2 separate regions of the Mus musculus genome follow, and region 1 is linked to region 2. The links are chromatin contacts, called in public Hi-C maps. All regions are on one chromosome and are shown on one strand. The core of a region is the stretch at or near the end of the contact, and the rest is flanking DNA. Distances in the headings are between cores, read along the strand shown.

What was found. A called contact is a pair of places that touch in the nucleus more often than the background predicts.
Region 1: a Hi-C map of the N1E-115 cell line shows a contact between it and region 2, with 3 times the contacts expected there. The contact joins two enhancer-like sites. A contact is called at or near these places in 3 of 484 Hi-C or Micro-C datasets (the N1E-115 cell line, embryonic fibroblasts and nephron progenitors).

The regions. Positions count from the first base shown.
Region 1 is chr12:27,847,926-27,851,653 of GRCm38.p6, forward strand. No RefSeq gene overlaps it. Among named protein-coding and RNA genes, the nearest start is that of Gm45941, 96 kb to the right of the region's middle. Within about 2 kb of position 1,551, at least 4 of the 459 cell types and tissues checked have an H3K27ac peak or open chromatin away from gene starts, as enhancers often do. A contact at or near this core is called in the N1E-115 cell line, where this site is marked.
Region 2 is chr12:27,501,807-27,505,455 of GRCm38.p6, forward strand. No RefSeq gene overlaps it. Among named protein-coding and RNA genes, the nearest start is that of Gm4166, 95 kb to the right of the region's middle. Within about 2 kb of position 1,390, at least 33 of the 459 cell types and tissues checked have an H3K27ac peak or open chromatin away from gene starts, as enhancers often do. A contact at or near this core is called in the N1E-115 cell line, where this site is marked.

The sequences.
Region 1 (3,728 bases), core at 301-2,800, 350 kb after region 2:
GGGGTTGCTGATAGTTGTGAGGTCTTTACAGGAATGCTGGCAACCAAACTTCTGTCCTTTGCAAGAGCAACAAGTGCTCTTTCTCACCTGCCCAGCCCCTAAATTCCCCAAGCTTCAATAGTTTCATGTGGGAATTAACTGTCCACAGCATTTGACTGTGCAGATAAAGTAAAAGTTCAGTCCACCGGCTTTATATAAATTAAATTTCTAAATTCTGGTCTCAGCTGAGTTTGCTTTTGAAGAAGCCTTAAGTTCTCAGGTCTTATTCCCTAGCAGTGGACTACAAAGCTCCTTCGTGTAAGCCAGTTGCCGTGTTGACTGCCTTGTGTCTTTCTGGCTGGGGTCTGCCGGCCCCACACAAGGAATGGAGAGCAGGTCTTAAGCTCAGGAGGCACCTGAAAGTCAGGGGTCAGAGGTCAGGGGTCAGGGGTCAGAGACCTCGCTCTCAGTTTGTTCTACCCTAACTGCCACAAATTCACCTTCCACAGATTGCAAAAGCAACATCTTAAGACAGGTTAGTAGGGAGATCATTTCCCAGACGCTGGTAAAAGATTAAAGCAACTAGTTCATACAAGGCTGTGAGAGCATTCTTCCCTGGGCCAGTCATGAGTTATCCTGACCTCATCAGGGTCAGCATAGGTTGGCTCTGTAGGTTGAAAAGCGGGTCATTATCACTGATACTGATGTACTGCTTCTTATAGCTGTGCACTGTGAGCCAATACTCACATCAGGCTATATAGACACAACCACCTAATAATCTCAAGGCCATGTCTGATTTTCTCCTCAACCTTATCGGCCCCTAAAACCTTATACCAAGAAGCTAAGGAGAAACAACACCACTCCGGAGCCCCATCTCCTCACCCTACACCCCTGCAGCACATGTCCCTGAGAGTCTTCACTGATTTGAAATTCCCTCCTGTCATCCTGAGGGCAGAGCATCATTTGAACAACCCCAGGCATCCTGCTGGCTTAGAGCACCCTTCCTCTTCTGGCTCTTCTCAGCACCATTATCACAGGCCACACGAGGTGATGCTTGTTCATGCATATAGCTCACAATGGTCAGAGTCCTTCTGGCTTCTGGAGGTTCCATATAGTCTTCTGTATAGGGCAGTGCAGCTGCCTCACCATAGAAGGAGATATTATCCTTGAAACTCAAGGCTGAGCCAGTTTGAGGCTGATGGCTGTCACACTTTTTTAAAATCACACAGAAGGCTCCCTGGTGCTCAGTCTGGTAGGCAGTCATATTGGAGAGACATCACCATTCCACAGTGGCAGATCCAGGATATACTTAGTTTTAATTGTTTCTCTTGTTGTGACCTTGTGTCCTGTGAAGGATGAAGAAGACACGCATGGATGCATGGGCCTGAGATTTCCTAGACAGCCAGTCTGCCAGAGGTCATGTACCCTCAGCAGGCTCCGGAGATCCCCTGCTGGTGACTGGCACCATCTTGGCTGAAGCTAGCTGATCCCAGGAGGCCACACTTCCTCAGCTGACTCTGTGGGAGGACAGGAGGACTGAGGACAGAGGACGAAGGATAGTGTAGATCCTAGGCAGCAGGAATTGTTTCAGAAAAGGAGTTTGGTGGCCTAAATTAATGTCTGTGAGTGTGTTCTCTGAAAGTCAAAGGCAGGAAAGAGAGTAGGATTCAGGTATGGCCAGGATCAGGAGTGTGATAAGGGTCACTGGGAGGAAAGCAAAGCTGTTGTGGGCATCTACAAGGGCAAGCAACCCCACCCTACCCCCAGTTTACCACCTCTCTTCTTCAGCACTCGATCTGGCTGGTTCTGTGCATCTGGGCTTGTCTTGTGCTTTGAAGGACGAGAAGCAACATCGAGGCCTCCACCCACCAGGTGGCAGCAGCAAGCACTAATGTAGGTGACCAGACAGAAATAACACCAGTAACAACTGCCATTCTAGATGAGATGAGATGGCTTAGAGCATAGTAGCAAGATTGGCCTTTGTCAGAACCATGGCTTTAGAAATCAGATTTCTTTCTTCCACTTACACATTCCATTAGCCATCCTTTCTGAATTTTTAAATTAACAGTGGGTAGAAGCTGTAATACTAAGACAAGTCCAATCAGGGAAGGGCAGGGCATCTTGGTGCAACAGATTCAGACCTAAGCTCATAGCTATGGTAGAGCGGGCCCATACGGAGGCCGAGTGATGATCTTAAGAGATAAAGGAGTCAAGGCTCTGTCCTCAAGCTGGATCTCTCATCTGATCTCTGGATCAGAGAGGCCAGGTAAGTGGTAGAGCCATGGTTGTCTCCCATGCTAGAACTTCTGCCAGTCCAGTGGTGATTCTTTAGCAATGGTGCTCTTACACCTTCACCACCATCCAGCAAATACTGGAATCATTTTTCTTATTTAGATTCTGATGTTAGAAGGAGGCTTCTCTAGGAGAGTAAAGAACGCTGTATCCTGGTTGCTGTCCCCAGAGCATCCACTGCTTCAACCTTGTGTATCTTGGGAGGGACTGTAAGCCCCTGCTGGGAAGCAGTGCAATAAGTGGTATACCACATAGCTAAGAGTGGGACATAGTGTGACTTCAACACAGGCCATTTCATCTGCAGCCCTGTCCTGGGTGGAAAGCTAGAAGATCCTACAACATCTGCTGTGTTAGCTCCACCTGACCTAGCCTTCCTGTCTTCACCCGAGTGCTTCCTCTCACTTGTGCACCAAAAGACACATCTCTTCATAATACACAGAGTTGACATATATCCATGATGTGCCATTAAAGGGTTCTACAAGTACCTTGGATACAAGTCAGATCAACACAGTTCAACTCCTCACTTTACTGCATAGTTATCCCTTACTGTTCAGTTGCAAACAGGGCCTGCATCTTGTACAAATGAAAACTGTGTGGCTTGTTGTATCTATGATATTTTCTGTCATCTCTTCTGCTCATGGGTAATTGTAAACACCTGTGGTCCCCCATGAAGATGTACAACCTTTAAGAGCATGACCCTTTAAATCCACTTCAGCCTCAACCTCCACATCCTGACATTATTGATGATGAAAACACAGACTGATCCACAAATTGAGGCTCTGTCTTTTATATTAAGACACTGCTCTGGTGCAGTTGATCCCTATATTTCCAATAATCTCACTGCCCAACAATGTAGTACTTTGGATAGCCAGTATTATTTTTGTAAAGAACCTTATGAGTTGTTCTTGTTCTTGAAGGCCTATGGTTCATTTTCCTATGTTGTTACTAGCTCTTTAGAAACTAGACAAGATTTTATTTCTAGAGTGTAGAGTGTGGCCATACACACCTACAAGAAGACCTGCTTTCCCTTAGAAAGGTAATATGCACAAAACCCAGGTGGATGGGCTTGGTAACCAACGGTTTTTATGGAGAGCATACTGAAAATGGATAGTCATTCTAAGATGGCAAAGACACTCTTCTGAGAACCAGAACACTAGACAAATCTTTGTACTGGCTGTAATTAGAGTTAAGCCCTTGCAGGAAGTAAGGCAATATGGAAAAATAAGAAAGAGCATAGCTTTTGCTAGAAAAAAATAATGCATGCCAGCCAGTGAAGGAAGCAATGTTCACAGTGTGGTTGAGCCACACCCTTGGAGCAGAGGGTAGACTGTAATATGGGGTAAGCCAGATCACAAAATGCTCCTCCATCCTTCCATTCATCATTGAATAACAGAGTGTTGACCAGGCAATTATACAAGTAGTTTTCTTACAGAGCTTGATAACCAACCATCTATGAG
Region 2 (3,649 bases), core at 140-2,639:
TTCATTGAATCAGTGAGCTCCAGGTTCTCTTGAATCAAAACCATGTAAAGTAGAGAGCAGTTGTGGAAGAGATTCTGGCCTCAGTATATATGTGCACATATGCATGTTGGCACTGCGTGCGCGCGCACACACACACACACACACACACACACACACACACACACACACACACACACAGGTAGAGGAGGGTAACCTGGACACCTGAGCATGTATATGTATTACATAGACACATATACAATGGTGGACAAGTACATTTAAGGCATTTACCTAAAAATACATTTTCTATTTTATGTATACAAATGCAAATATATTTAAATTGTACTATGATAAGATTAGAACTTTTAGGTTCAGAATATGAATAGGTTGCCTGATACTAAGTGATTTTACTCTAACAAATAAGCAAGTGTGTGTGTGTGTGTGTGCGCGCGCGTGCGTCGTATGATCACTTAATCTTTCCTGCTCAATGGAATGCAGATGCAGAGCTACTGAGAAAACCCCCCACACATTATGTCACATATTGAGAGATGCATTCTGAGAAAGTATTCATGTATTGTAGACTTTAGAATCCACTACCTGTTAGGTAACTTTGTAATTCCAGTGTGAATGACATCTTTACATTTACACAGCACTAGAAAAAAAAAAAACACAGCAGTTCTTACAGCACACACAAGTGATGCACCTTCAATTTTCACAGAGAAAATGACATTCTAAAAGCATAAAATATACTGATTTTCCAAATCCTAATCCATGATTAGATGGGAGTCTGTCTCCTAGGAAATATGCAAATGGAGAGGAAACAGGAGTAAAATCCTGCTGCAGAATCAAGCCTGACAGAGAATCATAAAAGAACAAGCTTCACTGAAAAATGGTCGAGGAGCAGCTCTCCCTTGCTTCAACTTCACCTGTTTATGAACCTGCTCCAGCAGAAGGCTGTTCCCTCCCTCCCTCTGTGCCCCAGGCTCACGTAATCTGGACCCAAGAATCATCTCCAGACAATTGTGGCTGCAACTTTACACCTCCCCCAATGCCAGGGTAGAAAATTTGGCCCACCCCAATGACACACCACTAATTAAGCTGGAGCACAGAGCCTGCTTGCAGAGAGCAGTGGTGTCGACAACCGGCCTCCAGGGGATAGAGTTTCGAACTGCTGTCAGCAGCCGTCCACATCTGGGCCCTTAAAGGGGAAGGAGCCACAAACATCTGCCAAGATACCAGGCCAGGAAGGCCTCTCTGATGTGTAAAGACTGCACTTGTTGGCTTTCTGCATTCTTGCCTGCAGGATTTTGGAAGCCCCTATAGCAAGCTACCTGTCCAGGCAAAGGTGGAACCAGAAGACAGGCAGTCCCTCCTTCAACTGCTGAGAAGAGGGAAGGGCTGAGGATCTCTTGGCTTCCAGGCGTACTAGGCTCCCCCTGGTCTTCAGAGCTATTACTGCAGGAGGTTGGCTTTATTCAGGACTCCTGATGGCTCCCCCACCCCCCCTCAGGCTTTTGTAAAAACCACAGGGTGGGGCCTAGCTTTAGTCCTTAAACTGCAGCCCTTAAGCTCTAGGAGTTTGCCAGGCAAGGGAGCCTGCAGGGTGGGAGTGGAGGGTGAGATACTCTTAGAGGGTGTATATGTGCTCAGGGGCAGAAACACTTCCCTCCCCTCCAGAATGAAGTTTGCTTCAAACAATTGACTGCAAAAGGAGTTCCCTTACTACTTTTATAAGGAGTTCAAGCTGGGCCAGGCCCAAGGTTTGTGATCTCTGGGAATCTCAAGGAAGATCAGGAGTTCAAGGTAGCCTTTGCAACTTAGCAAAGACCTGCTTTAAAATAAAAAGTAGAAGACAGGCTGGGTAGAAGGCTCAGCTGTTAGGAGAGCTGGCTGCTCTTGCAGAGTGACCCAGGTTTGAGTCCCTGTACCATTGCTCATGACTACCTATAGCTGTAGTTCCAGGGGATCTGATGCTTTCTGGCCTCTGGAGGCACCAGGCACACAGTGGTGCACAGACATATATGCAGCCAAAGCACCCATACACGTAAGATAAAAATAAATGCCCCCCCCCTTTAATAGTAAAAGGAGAGCTGAATGACATAGTTCACAGAATAGTTGCTGCTTAGCAGGAACAAAGACTTGGGTTACACCCTCAGTGTTACACAAGAAAAGGAAAAATCAAATCTTGGAAAAAGTAAGTCTTCCATTTTCAGTAGAGAACTGTAATCTATAATTTTTGCCAACTTCTTTTTTTTTAAAAAAAGAAAACAGAGAGACTCCTGTAAAGAATGAATGCTGATCTAGATCTGGACTGGGTCACTCCCTTTGGGAGTATTTTTTATGCAGATTGAGACCAGCATATGGCTGCAAGTCATTAAAAAATAGATTAGACATCAATGTAGAAAACATGAATAATAATGTATGTACTACGAGGGCTGAGGGCTGTAAAAAATCTATCCATTATTCAGAAATTGTTATGCAGACTGTATCTAGAACAAGCCCCTCTGTGGGAAAGATGGGGAACTCTTCAGGCAGACTTCAAGCACCCGGTAGGATAGGTGCATGTATGTTTTTAGTATTTCCTACTATTAAAATATATGCCAGCAATACATTGGCTTTTGTCAGTGTACATGTGTTTGTAAGACACAGGAATGGTGTCAGCTAAGTTGTTACTCTGATCCAGTCTGAGAGACTATTGAAATTTATTCTTTTTCTTTTCTTTTTAGACTTTTCAGTTTCTTCTTCCCCTCTGTTTTTCATCCTCCCTCTCGCTAATTATTTATTATGTGAGGACATGTATATTAAGAAATCTCAAAATAACTTCTTGTTCAGATTAGAATATAAACAGCTGACATTAGTTTTTTTTTAGTACATGAAAAAACAAAACAAAAGAAAACAAAACAAACCCAACCCAGGTTCAAATCCCACTTCTACAGGTTCTTTGTGTGACCTCACTACATGATATCCTCACCAGGAAGTAAAAGTAATGACATTTGTCCTATCCCTCAGTGGAAATGACATAAAGGTGGCTAAAGTTGTTAGAAAACTATCTGAAACATGGAATTTTATGGAAGTATTTAGGTATACTGGCACCTGCAGGTTGGCAGTGAAGGGCAAGACAACGTAAGGTGAACATTTGGGAGTCAGCTAGCTTTCTCCAGCTCTCATAGGGGAGTGCTGAGTCCAAGGCTCAACAGAAAAGCAGATTAGTTGTACAACAGGCAAGAGCTCAGGAGAGCTGAACCCCGTATGTGCACACATGCTCTTACAAATGTCTTGTTAAAAGGCTTACTTAGCTCTTGTGACAAAAGAAATGGCACCATGGATATATTTCCAGTTGTGGATGTTGGAGGAAGCATGGAGTTATGAAGATATGGAGAAGCGTCTCCAGAGAGATGTTCTCTAGTCTGCCCTGTAAGGCACAAGGAGGGCCCCTAAGCTGGTTCCTACAGCAGCCATTTGTTAGTTTGAGGGCACATTCCAGTTATTTCTCTGCGCTGGAGGCCACAGATCCCAAAACCAAGGTGTTGGCATGTACGTTCTTTCTCAGAGAAGCTTCTGAGCTTCTACTGAGCTCCTGCTGGCTATAAAAGACCCTGTGAACTCCTCAGCTTGTGTGCATATCACTACAGTTTCTGCTTTTGCTAGTGCATGATACCTCTATTGAGAAGAT